Linked DNA regions of Mus musculus: all the other regions are linked to region 1. Evidence: chromatin contacts called from public ChIA-PET, Hi-C and HiChIP or PLAC-seq data. All regions are on one chromosome and are shown on one strand. Each heading gives the region's core, a stretch centred on a gene start, on an enhancer-like site or on the middle of the called end of the contact. The rest is flanking DNA. Distances are from core to core; before and after follow the strand shown.

The links. HiChIP or PLAC-seq counts read pairs in DNA pulled down with a chosen protein or histone mark. A called contact is a pair of places that touch in the nucleus more often than the background predicts. ChIA-PET counts read pairs in DNA pulled down with a chosen protein or histone mark.
Region 2: an RNA polymerase II ChIA-PET map of memory CD8 T cells shows a contact between it and region 1, with 6 read pairs. The contact joins two enhancer-like sites. A contact is called at or near these places in 1 of 115 datasets of contacts at active chromatin or transcription factors (memory CD8 T cells) and 2 of 9 other capture datasets (adipose tissue and liver).
Region 3: a contact with region 1 is called in a Hi-C map of bone marrow-derived macrophages, with 42 read pairs. The contact joins two enhancer-like sites. A contact is called at or near these places in 1 of 39 promoter capture datasets (neural stem cells), 3 of 15 datasets of contacts at CTCF or cohesin (CD8 T cells, the NIH/3T3 cell line and hippocampal excitatory neurons), 39 of 484 Hi-C or Micro-C datasets (B cells, CD4 single positive thymocytes, DN3 thymocytes and 29 more), 26 of 115 datasets of contacts at active chromatin or transcription factors (CD4 single positive thymocytes, the HPC-7 cell line, the NIH/3T3 cell line and 20 more) and 1 of 9 other capture datasets (liver).
Region 4: a contact with region 1 is called in a CTCF HiChIP or PLAC-seq map of the NIH/3T3 cell line, with 8 read pairs. The contact joins the promoter of Socs1 here to the enhancer-like site in region 1. A contact is called at or near these places in 2 of 39 promoter capture datasets (the 3T3-L1 cell line and neural stem cells), 1 of 15 datasets of contacts at CTCF or cohesin (the NIH/3T3 cell line), 8 of 484 Hi-C or Micro-C datasets (the Ba/F3 cell line, the N1E-115 cell line, bone marrow-derived macrophages and 5 more), 3 of 115 datasets of contacts at active chromatin or transcription factors (large pre-B cells, memory CD8 T cells and pancreatic cancer cells) and 2 of 9 other capture datasets (adipose tissue and liver).

What each region holds. Positions count from the first base shown.
Region 1 is chr16:11,010,909-11,015,054 of GRCm38.p6, reverse strand. It overlaps Gm4262 (predicted gene 4262), which reads right to left. Exons shown (of 3, transcript NR_040518.1): 2 at 3,059-3,102; 3 at 1-1,649. Among named protein-coding and RNA genes, the nearest start is that of Gm4262, 4.1 kb to the right of the region's middle. Within about 2 kb of position 2,149, at least 148 of the 459 cell types and tissues checked have an H3K27ac peak or open chromatin away from gene starts, as enhancers often do. A contact at or near this core is called in the N1E-115 cell line, the NIH/3T3 cell line, adipose tissue and 7 more, where this site is marked.
Region 2 is chr16:10,804,135-10,807,946 of GRCm38.p6, reverse strand. No RefSeq gene overlaps it. Among named protein-coding and RNA genes, the nearest start is that of Prm1, 9.2 kb to the right of the region's middle. Within about 2 kb of position 1,621, at least 42 of the 459 cell types and tissues checked have an H3K27ac peak or open chromatin away from gene starts, as enhancers often do. A contact at or near this core is called in memory CD8 T cells, where this site is marked.
Region 3 is chr16:10,878,258-10,881,848 of GRCm38.p6, reverse strand. No RefSeq gene overlaps it. Among named protein-coding and RNA genes, the nearest start is that of Gm21859, 35 kb to the left of the region's middle. Within about 2 kb of position 2,173, at least 77 of the 459 cell types and tissues checked have an H3K27ac peak or open chromatin away from gene starts, as enhancers often do. A contact at or near this core is called in bone marrow, bone marrow-derived macrophages and centroblasts, where this site is marked.
Region 4 is chr16:10,782,917-10,787,018 of GRCm38.p6, reverse strand. It overlaps Socs1 (suppressor of cytokine signaling 1), which reads left to right and starts at 1,483. Exons shown (of 2, transcript NM_009896.2): 1 at 1,483-1,588; 2 at 2,098-3,211. The coding sequence starts at 2,148. The coding sequence ends at 2,786.

The DNA of each region.
Region 1 (4,146 bases), core at 900-3,399:
GTCACATGTCAGGGAGGGGAGCATCCTATTGCTGTGATGAAACACAAACCAAAGGCAATGTAGGCAAAGAACTTAGAGTTTATTTCATCTTACAGATGTCAGGTCACCAAGGGGAGTCGAGTAGGAGCTCTAGACAGGAACCCGGGGACAGGAATGGGAGCAGAAGCTACAGGGGACACTGGCTTGCTTCACAGCTTGCTCAGGCTGCTTCCTTACAGCACCCAGGCCCACCTGTATCACCCACAGTGGGCTGGGCCCTCCCCTCCCACATCCGTCACTAATGAAGAAAATGCCTCACAGACTTGGCCACAGGCCAGGCTAATGGAACCATTTGGTCAGCTGAGGTTCCCTTTACCAGATGACCCTGATTTGGGTCAAGCTGACAAAGCTAACCCTTACAGTGAGGAAGCCCAAAGTATTAGGAAGGCATGCCTAGAGAAGAGACAGAAAGAAGAGAGGTTACACTTCCCTGAGTAATTCAGAAAGCGTGGGCACTCACACAGGTGGATGTGGTCACATTGTAAGAAACTACCAGGAGGCCGGGGTTCTGGGGAGGCAAATCACCTTATCTCATTAAAGGGACATTAGTGCACCTATCTATTTTTTCAGACTTAATTACTTTATTTTTCTTGTATTAAAAACCCTTATGTGGTAGCCACAGCTGGAGCCTGGGTTCTCTGAAGGAAGACACTGGTGTGAGTTTTCATAAGATGTTTCAGTGAATTCCTGAAAAGAAGACTTGGTGAAGCTGGGCGGTAGTGGCACATCCCTTTAATCCCAGCATTTAGGAGGCAGAGGCAAGCAGATCTTTGTGAGCTTGAGGCCAGCCTGATCTACAAAGCAAGTATGCATGTATGTCTCTATCTATATCTAAATATATGTGCATGTCTATTTATATGTGAGCACGTATGCCTCTCTGTATATGGGTGTGTATATGTCTATATATGTGCATGTATATTTTTCTCTACATGTGTGCATGTGTATCGACATGTTTGCACATATCCCTATCATAAATGTGTACATGTATGCCTATCTATATGTGTGCACTTATGTCTCTACTTATACATGTGTGTTTGCTGGCTGGGAAAAGGGAAAAAAGAGGAAAGAGCTCTCAAGGAAAGGGGGTGGCAGGGTGATGGATTGTAGAGGGGACACTGTGTGGAAGAAGAAAGGGACTTGGTGGAGGGGTGGGCTCAGCGAGGGAGGGGAACAAATGAGAACAGGTGTGATGGCGCTCAGAAGTGAAGCACCTTTGCTCTGTATGTGTTGGGAGCCGCGCCCACATTCGCCGTTACAAGATGGCGCTGACAGCTGTGTTCTAAGTGGTAAACAAATAATCTGCGCATGTGCCAAGGGTATCTTATGACTACTTGTGCTCTGCCTTCCCCGTGACGTCAACTCGGCCGATGGGCTGCAGCCAATCAGGGAGTGACACGTCCGAGGCGAAGGAGAATGCTCCTTAAGAGGGACGGGGTTTCGTTTTTCTCTCTCTCTTGCTTCTTGCTCTCTTGCTTCTTGCTCTCTTGCTTCTTGCACTCCTGCTCCTGAAGATGTAAGCAATAAAGTTTTGCCGCAGAAGATTTTGGTCTGTGGTGTTCTTCCTGGCCGGTCGTGAGAACGCGTCTAATAACATGTATGCACCCTAAAACCTTAACCACAGGAAAAAATGATTACATACACACCAGCACCAGCAGCAGCAACAAACGGAACTGCACAACATGCCAAGAAATAGACTGCCCTGCATCCTGAGGACCTCCCTGAACCTGCTTGCTGCCACCTTAGATTCAGTGAGGGACAGAAGGTTTGGGCACTTGGATAAGGGTGTTATCAAGAAAAGTGTCCCCTTTCAGTCCTGCCATCTACAACCTGTACAACCTGACAGAGTGACCCTGCCTGCACTCACTGGTTTTGACACTGTTTTCTCTTTCAAATCTTCCTTCAATTGGGCAGCTAGAGGACATCCTCCCATGCCTTCTCTGTTCTGTGGAAAGCTGCAATGACCTGAGAGGGCAGTGACAGAGTTAACTTCTCTGGGATGACCATCCACAGAGGGCTTTTAGTTTTCTGTAACATCTGTAGGTGGGCGTTCCCTGCCTGCTACCCGGAACTAGGCACTCACCTGATGCTGGAGGGGCCGGGTTGCAAGTTTCCTGCCTGCCCACTCATCTACCACTTCCTATTCCAATCCTCAGATGTGCCCAGCCCCAGCCTAGGCATAATTTTAGAAACTTAATAGATGTTGGCTGCATTCTTGGCCCTGAGCCTGTGGGGGTGGGGCCTGACTGGAGACAGACATTTCTTTCTTTGGCCTTGTTGATTGAGATCCTCTGCTTTCCCCGGGGACCAGCTTCTGAAGGGCCATTGTATGACCACAGCTTCTTGCACACTCGCCTCTTTGTGGGTTCCTACCACACAGCCCCGCCAGCCTGGATTACCATGCAGGATTAGTGGCAGTCATTAGTGGTATTCCCTAAGATCCTCAAAGCCAACAGTAGCAGTGGAAATAGACTTGGAGGACCACTTGCCATCTTTCGTTCATTCATTCGTTCATTCATTCATTCGTTCATTCATTCATTTATTCATCTATTTATCTAATCAGATAGGTAGTTTTTAGAGACAAGATTTTGCTGGGTAGCCCTGGCTGATCTCACTCTAGCCCATCCCTCAAACTCACAGCCACCTTCTGAATCGGTCTTCTGAGTGCTAGGGTTACAGGTATGCCTCACAATGCCTGTTGTCTTAATACCAGAAATGGCAGGCCACATTCAGGTCTGGAGCATGAATCAGGGCCTGGCGCTCAGACACAGGAAAGGCTTTAGTGTCCTTTCTAGGACAAGGTGGTTAGGGTTCTGACTTCGGGGTTGCCTCCTTCCTGAAACCAGCCTTGGCGGAATTCAGGCAAAGAAAGGGGAAGCAGAGAGGACACACGCAGAAGCTGGACCCCCAGCTCCACAGACATCTCAGGCTGGCTCTGGCAGGACACTCCTCACCCCAACCCTATCTTCTAGACCAAAGAACCACTTCATGCCCATCTACAGACAGAGAAGTCAAGGCTCACCTGTGGTCAGCCAGTGCCCTGGGATCATCTTCCACCTCCTTATCCTATTAGCAAAGAGAAAACACTATAGCTTTATTGAGCTACAATTCACCCATTTAAAATGACAGCAAGCACTTGAGTATCCTCCCTGACATGGTCTGTTACCAATCTTTCTTTAATCTGTACTATTGCTTAGTTCCAAATAAAATTGTCTTGCTGTTTTGCAAAGATGAATAGATAGCCAATTGCTTTTCAGGGTGGCACAGCTAGCTCCCCAGTCCATCTCCAGGATGCTCTATCTCACAAAGGATACCGGGTCCTTTTAGTTGCTCCCTTCTGGTGCCTGGGGTTTCTGTGAGTGGCAGGACAGGGAGAGTTCTGGGTCGAGAAACCTGGAGGGGCCACCGTGTAGTGACATTGGCTGTGGCTTCAGCTGGAGGCTCCCTGCTCAGGGCCAGCAGTGCTGTGTCAGTCCCCTGTCTTCAGCTGGCCCAGGCTTTTGCTTCTGGAGGTTCCTAGGCGTCACTCAGAAACATCTTGGGTCACCATGACAGCATGTGGCAACTATCAGCTAAAGGCCAGGGACAAACACTCCCTAACCACTGGCTACCTGACAGTAAAAAGGGGCCTGACCCAGACTTGTGAACTGTGCCCAGGTTGGGAGCTTGTAATGTGTCCGTGACCTGTGGACTTACCCTCTTGCCACTTCCTGACAGGGACTTGATGTAATTTACTGACAAAATCAATGGGAAAGGAAGAAACTGTGGTTAAAACTAATAAAGGCAAAGAATTTCAAACCAGCACAGCTGATACCCAGGTTAATGTACACTGGGTTGTGTGGTAGGTTTAGAGCTTTCTAGCAGCCAGAGCAAAAAGAACAGCAGAATCAATTTTGAGATTTTTTTTTCACCAGTTTAATGTTGGAAACAGAGCCCTCAAAGGCCTAAAGGGCTAGAGTTGTTCTCCTGTGGGTCAGAATAACAGGCTGGAGCTGACAGCACTGTCCTCAAGAGCAGCCATGTAGGGGCCAAAGGAGGGTACACATGCAATGGATCAAGGCCTGAGGTGGATGCAGAGACATCAAACGGGGGGGGGGGGTTCAGAAGCCC
Region 2 (3,812 bases), core at 372-2,871, 210 kb after region 1:
GCCACCATCTGCTAACTGGAAAGGTATTACGTTCTCCCATGCACCTGTGTAAGGCAAGCAACAATACCATGGCCTCTCTACTGATGAGGAGACTGAGGCAGGGAGCTCCCGACACACCCCCAGCACGGAGTAACTATCTATGGAATGTGAATTAGTCTGTATGGTATGTGTACACACGGGTGTGTAGGCCAGACATTTGAGGTCTTCCCTAGTCACGCCTCACCTTAGTTTTTGAAACAGGGTTCTCTGAACCTGGAGCTCACAGATTAGGCCAGCAAACCCCATCCCCCTTCTCTCTACTTTCCCCATACTGGTACCACTACTCCTGGCTTTTTATGTAGGTTCTGGGATTAAACGTGGGTCCTCATACTAGGACTAAGTTTTATTGCCACAGCCCCATAGTGTGAATTAGATGAATCAGAGAGAGGCCAAGACCTGTACCCAGCAGACACTACAGAGCCTGGACAGGAAGGAAGCACCCTGTACAGTCACAGTCCTCTACCTCCTGTTCATATATGCTGGCCCACTTTGTTGCTTTTGGTCCTTACATGAAGCTAGCAAAGTTCCTGCTGCTGATCCTGGTGGATGTGGAGATGGAGGCTCAGACAAGCTTGGCTGTCTGCTTCTACCTGATAGCTTCCTTTCCTTTCTCTGTGAGCTCTGGCCCAGCTTGGGGTCTGCAGCTGAGGACTTAGTCGGTCCTTGCCTTGGAGAGACTTGTGTTCATCACGAGGCTCATTCACATCTCTAGGTCCTGGTAACTGTAGCCCATCTTCTCAAAGTCCAATGCAGGTATCTCTGCCAGCCTCAACTGGTTCAGCTAACATCAGCATCTCCAGGGCTTGGAGCTGAGGCTGTCAGTCAGACACCTTTTTGAACCAGAAAGGACTAGGTTTGGAGTCCCCTCTTTGGACTGGAGATGGTGACACCAACCCTAAACATTTTTTCTGAAAGGTAGAGGTGAGGAAGACAAGCCTGCACTGCTTCTCTTCACAGTGAATGCCCGTGTCTGGGCCTGGAGACCTGTGCTCACACGTGCTCCAGAAAGGTCTCCTCACAAGTGCTTGGAAAGTGCCAGCTCTAAATGGGTCCCAGAGAGATTTCAGCTCTCATCGAAACACTGTTTTAACTGCAAGCTAGTACCCACACACATTGTGACCTGCAGGACAAAGGCTGTTTTGTGTTTGTTTCCCTTCCTGTAACCCAACCTGAATAGCAATAAATAGGAGACGCAGAGTACATTCACCCCAGCTTTCTTCTCTTTTCAGATGAGACTGTCGGGCAGGGCTTGGCTTGCTTTCTTCTACTTTAATTCAGAAACAATCGTTTCATTTGTATTTCTGTATTCTTGTTCTGAAATTCTGTATACCAGTACCACGACATGGGCACTCTACTGCTAGACTTCAAGACAAGGGCTTTACTGCCCCTTTGCAGATGGAGAAACTGAGGCCCTGGCTCAGACCGAGTCCCCACTGTAGGTTGTTGCTTTGGGCAGGGGGCGGGGAGGGGTTGTGGATACTGCCTGGTGGTTCCCCCAGCTCTGCCACTGTCCTGGCTTCCCCCAGGCGCTGCAGCTGTCCTAGGGTGCAGAACACTGTGCACACGTGCTGATAGCTTACCGTGAACTGCTGCCTTCTTCACTTAGAGCAGCCAGCTGTGGCAACCAACCACAGAGCAAGTGCAAATGAGCCACAGTTGGCCACTTAAGTTTCTCTTTCCTGTCAGATGGGTGACTTATGGGACCTGTAGGTGTGCAGGGCCACAGAAGGGACCTGGCTGGCTTGTCCTTGAGAAACACACACAAGAATACCTATGAGCTATTTGACTATTTCACCAGTCACAGAAAGATCCCTGGTAATGAGTTCCAGAAGGTTCCTTCATGGCCATTCTAAATCTCCCCAGCACACTATTTAGCCAAAGACTCTGCCTTCTTAAAATGTTACCTTTTCCTGGTTTGCTTGTTTTTGTTTTGTTTTTGGAACAGTCTCATTATGTTGCCAAGGCTAGCCTGAAACGATCAAACTTCGTGTTCCCAATTGCACTGAACTTCCTTTGTCTTAACTTTATCGCACTAATATTTTTTGTGTGCTTATGTGCATGAGCATCCGTGAACGGCAGTGAGAGTGAGAAGATCAGAGAACAACTTGTGAGAGTCAGTCTTCTTCCATTCGTGGGTCCTGGAGATTACACTCAGTCATCGAGCTTGGTGGTACGAGCCATCTCTCCAGGTGCACGACCATCTGTCTGAGCATGTATGCGTCTACATGCATGTGTGTGGATACATGATATGTGTGAACATGTGAAGGGCTGAGGTTGTTCAGTAACACTCCACTTTTTTGATGCATGGTCTCTCCTTTAATTCAGTTTGGCAATCCCATCTAGTCTAACTTGCCAGATTGCCCCAGATATCCCCATCACTGCCTCCTGAGTGCCCACACCTGCCTAGTTTACCTGGGTTCTGAAGGTCCAGGTTCTGGTCCTCATACTTACAAAGCAAGCACCTTATTCACTGAGCCATTCCCCTGGCCCTTTGCTTTGTTAGGATCTCATTGTATAGCCTAGGCTGCCCTTGAATTTGTGACAATTCTCCTGCCTCAGTCTTTTTTTTGTTTGTTTGTTTGTTTTGTTTTTGTTTTTTTTTTTCAAGACAGGGTTTCTCTGTGTAGCCCTGGCTGTCCTGGAACTCACTCTGTAGACCAGGCTGGCCTCAAACTCAGAAATTCGCCTGCCTCTACCTCCCGAGTGCTGGGATTAAAGGCATGCACCACCACCGCCCAGCCCTGCCTCAGTCTTCAGTGTTGGGATTATAGGCAATAGCAACTATGCCTGATTTTTTTTTTTGTTGTTTTTTGTTTTTGTTTTGTTTTTGGGGACAGGGTCTCACTTGTAGCCCCAGCTGGCCTTGAACTTGAACTCACAAAGACCTTCCTGTCTCTGCCTTCTGAGTTCTGGGACTGAAAGTATATGTGCCACCCACACTTCTGGCTTGATCTTTTCTTGCTCTCAAACTGTGTGTCCTCAAACACCCCCAGAAAGAGCAAATGTTTCTACCATAAAGAAATAAGGGCTGGGGAGATGGCTCAGTCAGTACAGCACTTACCTTGCGAGCATGAGGCCCCATGTGTGACCTAGGCACACAGGGGTGGTGACATGTACTTGCAATGGAGGCAGAAGCAGGAAGAGCCCTGGGACCCACTGGCTAGTCAGCCTAGCCTACACTGAGAGTTCTAGGATAGCAAGAGATTCCCCCCATAGCAAGGGAGATGGTGCCCAAGGAACAATACTCAATGTCCGTATCTGACTTTGCAGGGACTTATGAATGCAAACACACACACACAGACACACACACACACACACACACACACACACACATCCGTCCTGTGTGTGTGTGAGGGAAGTAGATAGTCTTACTGTGACTTATGCATTATAGTGTGAACATGTGCGGGAACATCGCATACTCTTTCTTAATATGTACTGGCTTTAGGTGCTAAAAGGCAAATTTAAAAGTCTGGTGTAAGCCGGGCGGGGTGGCGCACGCCTTTAATCCCAGCACTTGGGAGGCAGAGGCAGACGGATTTCTGAGTTCGAGGCCAGCCTGGTCTACAGAGTGAGTTCTAGGACAGCCAGAGCTACACAGAGACACCCTGTCTCGAAAAACCAAAAAAAAAAAAAAAAAGTCTGGTGTAATGCTTGTAATCCCAGCAATGGGGAAGTGGAGGCAGGAAAATCAGGAGTTCAAGGTCATCTTCAGCTACTTAGCCACACAGCCAATTCAAAGCCCTCTTCCTCCCACTGGATGGTTGGGTGCTGTG
Region 3 (3,591 bases), core at 924-3,423, 130 kb after region 1:
TATGTGTACATTTCAGAGGGACCCAGGGGACCCTGGGGAGCTGGGAGGTCTGCCGGCTCTGGTGCCTGTTACCTGATACTCCACCTGGCTCCCCAACCTGGCATGTCCCAGCAGCTGCAGCAGCTGCCCCAGCCCTTTGAGCAGAGCAAACTCCACTCCCCACCCCACCCTGGAGCCATTACAGGGAAGCCTGGGTCGACAGGGTGGCTTGTTGGGCTATGACTGAAAGCAGCCTCTGCATTGTTACTGTTCACCTCCTTGTCTGTCCCTAGTCCCCAAAGAAGGAGCTCCTACAGGGGATGCCAGCCAGCCCTTGGCACAGGGACCAATACAGAGTAGTTGCTTGGTAAAGCCAGTGAGTGATGAGGCGTGCCAACTGGCCAGTACTTCCCCACTTCCTGTTCCCACCCTCCCTACCTCTGCCCCTCCTCCCCATCCTCCCCTTCCCTTGCCCACTGTCCCTCTGCCTGTTCTTAGGCCTGGCCCATGGCCTCATGAATGCTAGCCAAGCTCTCTACTACTGAGCCATACACCCCTACCCCAATCCCTGGCCACTGCATTTCCCAACCAGCTGTCAGGCTTGGTTCCAATGTCCTCCTTCTTGTGTCCTGGCCTGCCTTTGTTTACAGAGTGCCTGCTGTCTACAGCCCTTTCCCTGGTGGGAGCACCGTAGTCAAAGACCACTTTAGTTTGTTCTCAAGTGTCTCTTAGATGGTCTCAGCACACAGGAAAGGTCTCTGTTGGGCCAAGGATGAGGCTCAGCAGGTGGGATGCCTAATGTGGATAAGGCCTTGGGCTCCAGCCCCAGCCCCCCATAAGCTATGCATATCTATAACCCTACACTAGGAGGTAGAAACAAGAGGATCAGAAGGCCAACACCAGCCTTAGCTACATAGCTCATTTCAGGCCAGCCTGGGCTACATGAGACCCTGTCTCAATCAACAGCAAGGAAGTGGTGATCGGCCAAGGCAGACCACACATTTCCATGTAACTGAGCTAACAAGGCTCTGTCCCTGCTCCTAAAGACCTCGAGCGTTTTGTAAAACAAGGATTTTTATATAACACTGTGTAATCCCAAAAGCTGGGATGTTTAGTTTCTTAGATACATGGTCTTCTGTAGCCCAGGTTAGAACTTCCTTTTTTGAGTGCTCAGAATACAGGGGTGCACTCTTCATCCCTTATGTCACAGCTCATTTAGCTCTATTGTATTTAGTATTCTTATTTTTTAAAAATAATGAAACTGGGCAAAGACTCCGAGTTGTTTGTGTGCTGGCTAGTAGGCTGGGGAGTCATGATTAAGTCCACAGATCTAACCTCAGAGCCTGTATTCTACAATCATACCTGCTTAGTGCTTTGCCCACTGCCTGGATCTTTCCCTTTCGTCTTTTCTCACTAACTTTCTTTAAAAGTCCTCATGTGTGCTCCCCTGGCATGTCAAGGCAGTCAGTCTGCAGAGCATCATTGTTTGCATTTTTTGATTGTTTGTACTGGATGAGAATTAGCTTAAACATGCTGACAGGGCCTCTGAGCTTGTTGGAAGCAGCATTTTAAAATCATTTAGTTCTTACTTTATTATTTTGTGTGTTTGGGTGTTTTGCCTACAGTGTATATCTGGGTACCATGTGAATGCCTGGTGTCTTCAGAGGCCAGAGAGAACATTGTCTTTCCAGGGACTCAAAAAACTGACAGATTTGAGCCGCTAAGTGGGTGCTGGGACTCAAACCCACGTCCTCCAGATGGGCAGCCAGTGCTCTTAACTGAGTGTCCTCTCCAGTCCTCTTGTTTAGTTTTTACTCGTGATAATAAACTTAATTTTATAATCCAGGTAGACTCAGTGGGGTGGAATAAGGAAACTGTGGACCCCAAAGTATGAGCACCAATTCTTGTTCCTTTCCCTAAGTCTTTATGGTTCTTCTATGGGAGTCTGGAATCTATACTGACAGTCACTCTGCCAGCCCATAAGATGGCACATCACTTCAGTACAGTTTTCAAACCAGTCAATTAATAAAGCAAGCATCCTTATCTGTAAGATCAAATGCCCTAGGCTCAGGAGATCAAAGATCTAGCTGTCAATAACTCAACCCATGGCTAGGAGAGCTGTCCTGGAGCCTGATCTATCACCCCAGCATTGTCCTGTGTAGCACTGCCCTCTGTGGTCATAAGTGGTATCACAACTAGATCCTTGCCTTGAGCCATGAGGTATGTTGCCAGTCTCTGGCCACAGGGCAGGTAGTACCAGGCTGGCCCTAGGTAACACCAGGCTGACCCTATCTGACTCAAGACCCTCATTTCAACAGTTTCTTCACCCCAGGGTCTGTGTGCCCTTTGGGTCTGGGGCTCTGGGAGGCAGAGCCTGGAGCCAGCTGCTACTTGGCTGACGAAGGCATCGCCCCTACACCAGCTCCGGTGCTCCAAGGATGAGACCAAAATCAGCTTTGCCCTAGAGGTGGGGGAGCACTGTTTCCATGTGAGCACCAGCCTGCTAGCTGCTAAGGACAGCCTTGCCAATGTCATCCAGATGCAACAGATCTCACCCCCCAGGTGTGTATGTCTTTCTAGGAAGAAGAGAACTTCATTTGAGGCTTTGCTTCTGGGGTAGGCTCAGAAGGGGGAAAAATGGCTGGAAGAGACACTCAGCTGTATGTCTCACCTCCATAATCGACTAATCATCTCCTAGACCCTAGGTACCGCTCCAGAAGCTGGGATATAGCATAAAACAGAATGGGTGAGCCCTGACTGCCACTGAACATATAATCCAGTGGAGGCAGATGACAAAAAAACCCATATAAGTTCTATATATGAATGATTAGGAGGTCAGGTAGTATCACCGAGGAGGTGACATTTGACCTTATCCTATATGACAAGCAGTCTGGGAAAAGAGCACTCCATGCTAAAAGCCTGGGGTGGAATGAGTCTGAGAACTACAGAAGGCCCTGAACTGGGACAGACAGGCTCTGCAGGAATGGCACGGGGAAGAACACTTTTCGTGTGCCGGGATTGTCAGCCCACACAGACGGCACTATGCTACAAGCACCTTCCTCCCAGGAAATGTCAGGTTTCCATAGCTGCAGTGCTGTAATAGGCCTGCAGGTGATAGCAAGGGGGAATGGCAGCTAGGCAGGAAGGAAAGGTCCCTTACCCAGGGAGGAGCTGGTGGGGATGGCTTTAGACATGCATAGGAAACCTGCGGAGTCATAGCACTAGGGAGTAACTGTGGTGAGTTATAGGATAGCCTGGGCTACACAGGGGGACAGAAAAGGAGGGATGGATACAATGGGAGCTGGCATTCTTACCTCATAGGAAACAGTTCAGAGGCGCACTGCATGTCTGCAGAGCTCATGGGCTCTCTACCCTCTGCTGCTCACAATCTGCCCCACTCCCTGCTCATGCTTAGCATTGTGGTTCTGAAGATGCAGGAAACACTGATCCACACACAGTTCCTTTTTCTTTCTGGGTGTGTCTCTCCTTCCCCACCCCAAGCAGTGCGTGGCTGGGTTCCACACCAGCCACCCCATTCTCTTCCAGCTCAGCACACTTCCCACGGAGCTGGCCCTGAGGACTGTGATCCAGAAAGCACAAAGCACCCACATC
Region 4 (4,102 bases), core at 234-2,733, 230 kb after region 1:
GCAGGCCTGCAGGAGCCAGCCCAGCCTTGTCACCCACCTCAGCACCAATAAGCCTGCCAAGTCCCAAGGGGATACTGTACCCCAAGAGGTTTTCCTCACTTTGCCTGGGCTGGAAGCACAGTTTGGGGATGGAGTTCACCAACCCCAGTACTACTAAAATAGGCTGGTACAAGGCCCTGTGTTTAGTCCCCAGCACTGCAAACAAGCATCCGTGATGCTTGCCAGACCAGAAAGACCTGAAGGCCAGTCTAGGCTGAGACGCGCTAGAGGGAGGCAGTGCTACAAACCCAGCCTTTATCGCCCACCAAGGGTTAGACTGACCATGGCTGCACCACAACCACAGCCACACAAATTCAAGCACCACAAGATAAGTTTGGTTGTGCTTAGGATGAAATATGGCGCTCTGTGCTCTGTCTGGGGAGACCAGGACTTGGCCTCAGAGCTTCAGAGGAGCCGCCTGACAGCTAACAGAGAAACCTGTAGAGGGCAGTGTGCGTCACTGTGAGCACAGGGAAGCCTGCACGCGAACCTCATCCGCCTTCATTCATAAACATCGTCAGCCAGGCACCCACTCCTGGCCTTTCAGGACAAACTGAATCACGAAACCACACAGTGTCCTAATGATAGGTCTGACTGCCTGGATCCTAAGCCAAGGTGTGCTCGGGGCCCCTTGTACAGGCAGATGCTTGCTGGAGTCTTGACCAAAAGTTTGGGGATTACAGCTTTTTTTGGAATCACAGCCCCGCCCGGGGCCTCAGTTTCTCCGGCTGCCCACGTAGTAAGAGTGCAGAGAGTGAGTCCAGGCCCCTGGGAACCCAGCCCAACCCCGCCCGGTTTCCGAGGAACTAGGCCGGGAGCGGGGGCGCCCCTCCCGCACCGCCTTAGGCTTCCTTTGAAGCCTCTGCGGTCAGGCCACCGCTTCCTGGGAAGCCCAAGCCAAGGCCAGGCCGAATGGCCAACGGGAGGGGCCCGCACGCGGCTCTGGAGGAGGGCGGCGGCCCCACAGGTCTCTAGGACTAGCTAGCCGGGTTCCAAGAAGGGTCGAGATTGCCAAGGCCTTCGGGTCCTGGGCAGGAAGGACCCTGGCAGGGAGGAGCTGCTTGGGGAGCACAGGGTCCAGGCGAGGCGGAGCCCTAACCAGAAGAATGCAGACACCCGGAGGGGAGGAGGCGTGTCAGCCCCGCGCTAGCATCCCACACGGCGGGCTGCGATTTGGGGCGAAGGTAGAGCAAAAGAGCGGGCACCAAGTCCTAAGCACCCCAGGCACGGAACACAAGATTCCGGTTGGAGCCGGAACCCCAGAGGTCCCAATGTGGGAAGGTGCGAGGCGAAACCAAGTTAGAGGAACCGTCTCCAGGGAGAGCCTCAGGAGTCTAGAGAGAACCCGAAAGACTTGCCGGAAAGAGAAACCGAAAGCGGGGGTGGGCTGGACCTGTGGGCGGGGCCTGCCTGGTTTAAGAGCCTGATGCAGGGGCGGGCAGCAGCAGAGAGAACTGCGGCCGTGGCAGCGGCACGGCTCCCAGCCCCGGAGCATGCGCGACAGCCGCCCCGGAGCCCCCAGCCGCGGCTCCCCGCGTCCTGCCGCCAGGTGAGCCAAGGCAGCTGCGAGGGAGCAGGCGGGAGGGGATGGGAGGTGATGGGAGCAGAGCCCGGCAGGACTAACCTCGCAGACTGTATGGCAGGGTCGAGGATGCCACGCCTCTGGCGCCCCCCCACCCCCGCCCCGGCTCCCCCAGGAGGCCCCTCGCTCGAGCGGGGCGCCGTCAGCCCCTCCTCTCCGGCCCTGAGCCCTGATCCTCCGCCCGGGTTCCAGTCCCCGGCGTGGCCAGTAGGCGGCAGCCGCGAGGCGACTAGCCACCAGCGGGGACGGCCGGGAGTCGGGCCCCTCTCCACGCCCCCTTCTCCACGCGCGCGGGGAGGCAGGGCTCCACCGCCAGTCTGGAAGGGTTCCGCATACAGGAACGGCCTACTTCGCAGATGAGCCCACCGAGGCTCAAGCTCCGGGCGGATTCTGCGTGCCGCTCTCGCTCCTTGGGGTCTGTTGGCCGGCCTGTGCCACCCGGACGCCCGGCTCACTGCCTCTGTCTCCCCCATCAGCGCAGCCCCGGACGCTATGGCCCACCCCTCCAGCTGGCCCCTCGAGTAGGATGGTAGCACGCAACCAGGTGGCAGCCGACAATGCGATCTCCCCGGCAGCAGAGCCCCGACGGCGGTCAGAGCCCTCCTCGTCCTCGTCTTCGTCCTCGCCAGCGGCCCCCGTGCGTCCCCGGCCCTGCCCGGCGGTCCCAGCCCCAGCCCCTGGCGACACTCACTTCCGCACCTTCCGCTCCCACTCCGATTACCGGCGCATCACGCGGACCAGCGCGCTCCTGGACGCCTGCGGCTTCTATTGGGGACCCCTGAGCGTGCACGGGGCGCACGAGCGGCTGCGTGCCGAGCCCGTGGGCACCTTCTTGGTGCGCGACAGTCGCCAACGGAACTGCTTCTTCGCGCTCAGCGTGAAGATGGCTTCGGGCCCCACGAGCATCCGCGTGCACTTCCAGGCCGGCCGCTTCCACTTGGACGGCAGCCGCGAGACCTTCGACTGCCTTTTCGAGCTGCTGGAGCACTACGTGGCGGCGCCGCGCCGCATGTTGGGGGCCCCGCTGCGCCAGCGCCGCGTGCGGCCGCTGCAGGAGCTGTGTCGCCAGCGCATCGTGGCCGCCGTGGGTCGCGAGAACCTGGCGCGCATCCCTCTTAACCCGGTACTCCGTGACTACCTGAGTTCCTTCCCCTTCCAGATCTGACCGGCTGCCGCTGTGCCGCAGCATTAAGTGGGGGCGCCTTATTATTTCTTATTATTAATTATTATTATTTTTCTGGAACCACGTGGGAGCCCTCCCCGCCTGGGTCGGAGGGAGTGGTTGTGGAGGGTGAGATGCCTCCCACTTCTGGCTGGAGACCTCATCCCACCTCTCAGGGGTGGGGGTGCTCCCCTCCTGGTGCTCCCTCCGGGTCCCCCCTGGTTGTAGCAGCTTGTGTCTGGGGCCAGGACCTGAATTCCACTCCTACCTCTCCATGTTTACATATTCCCAGTATCTTTGCACAAACCAGGGGTCGGGGAGGGTCTCTGGCTTCATTTTTCTGCTGTGCAGAATATCCTATTTTATATTTTTACAGCCAGTTTAGGTAATAAACTTTATTATGAAAGTTTTTTTTTAAAAGAAACAAAGATTCCTAGAGCGTATGCTTTGGCCAAACGTCCTGGGTTGGGAGTGGGGTATACAGACTGACTTTTCTTGAAGTCTTCGGGATGCTGGGGGGAGGGGGGAGGGTCGGACATCATATACATCTCCACCCACAGTGATGGGGACCAAACTTCCAGGCTAGTTGTGGTTTATGACTGGGAAGATGGCCGCTCCTGAGTATCCGTGCCTGGTCTCTGGTATTTCTGTGATGGGATCCTACAGGGACAGCCCCTGACACTGAGTACTGTGTTGCCCCCAGTATACAGAGGAGAAAACTGAGAGACGGGTAATTGACGACAGACCATTCCTGGACTGGAGAGGTGGGCCTTTTAACTGTCCATCCTGCATCAATTTGAAATGGATGACAGAGAGGAAACTTCTTTGCTTCTCTGACCACAACTACTTCCAGGAAGAGGGTGGGGCAGAGAGGCCAGGGCTCCCCGAGTTTTTGGAAGGAGTGGTGGTTCTGCAAGCCATCAAGCATTTCAGAGGGATGATGGGCCATGCTGGCTTGACTTTTCCCTCCTCTCCCCACTCTGCCTTGTGTACTTTTTTGGAGCCAGAAAGCTGCTTTGTGGTCTGTGGTGGCAGGGGCCTGGGTGCTGCTGGTGGCTTGGGCAATTCCCTTTGCCTCTGGGCCTCTGAAGCAATGGTGCTGTTAGGAGCCCAGCTGGAAGGGCTGTTCCAAGACACAAGCAGGGCACTAGAAAGGACCCAGCACTGGCTCTGAGACAGACGCCTGGAGCTTGCTGGTCATCAGGGGCCCACATCCCACACCATCTTCATGAGTTCTGTGACTCCTGCAGCCTGGGACATGCTTCTAGTGGCTTTCCTAATGCTTAATGATCACGTTCAGAGGAAGTGGCTGCTCTGGG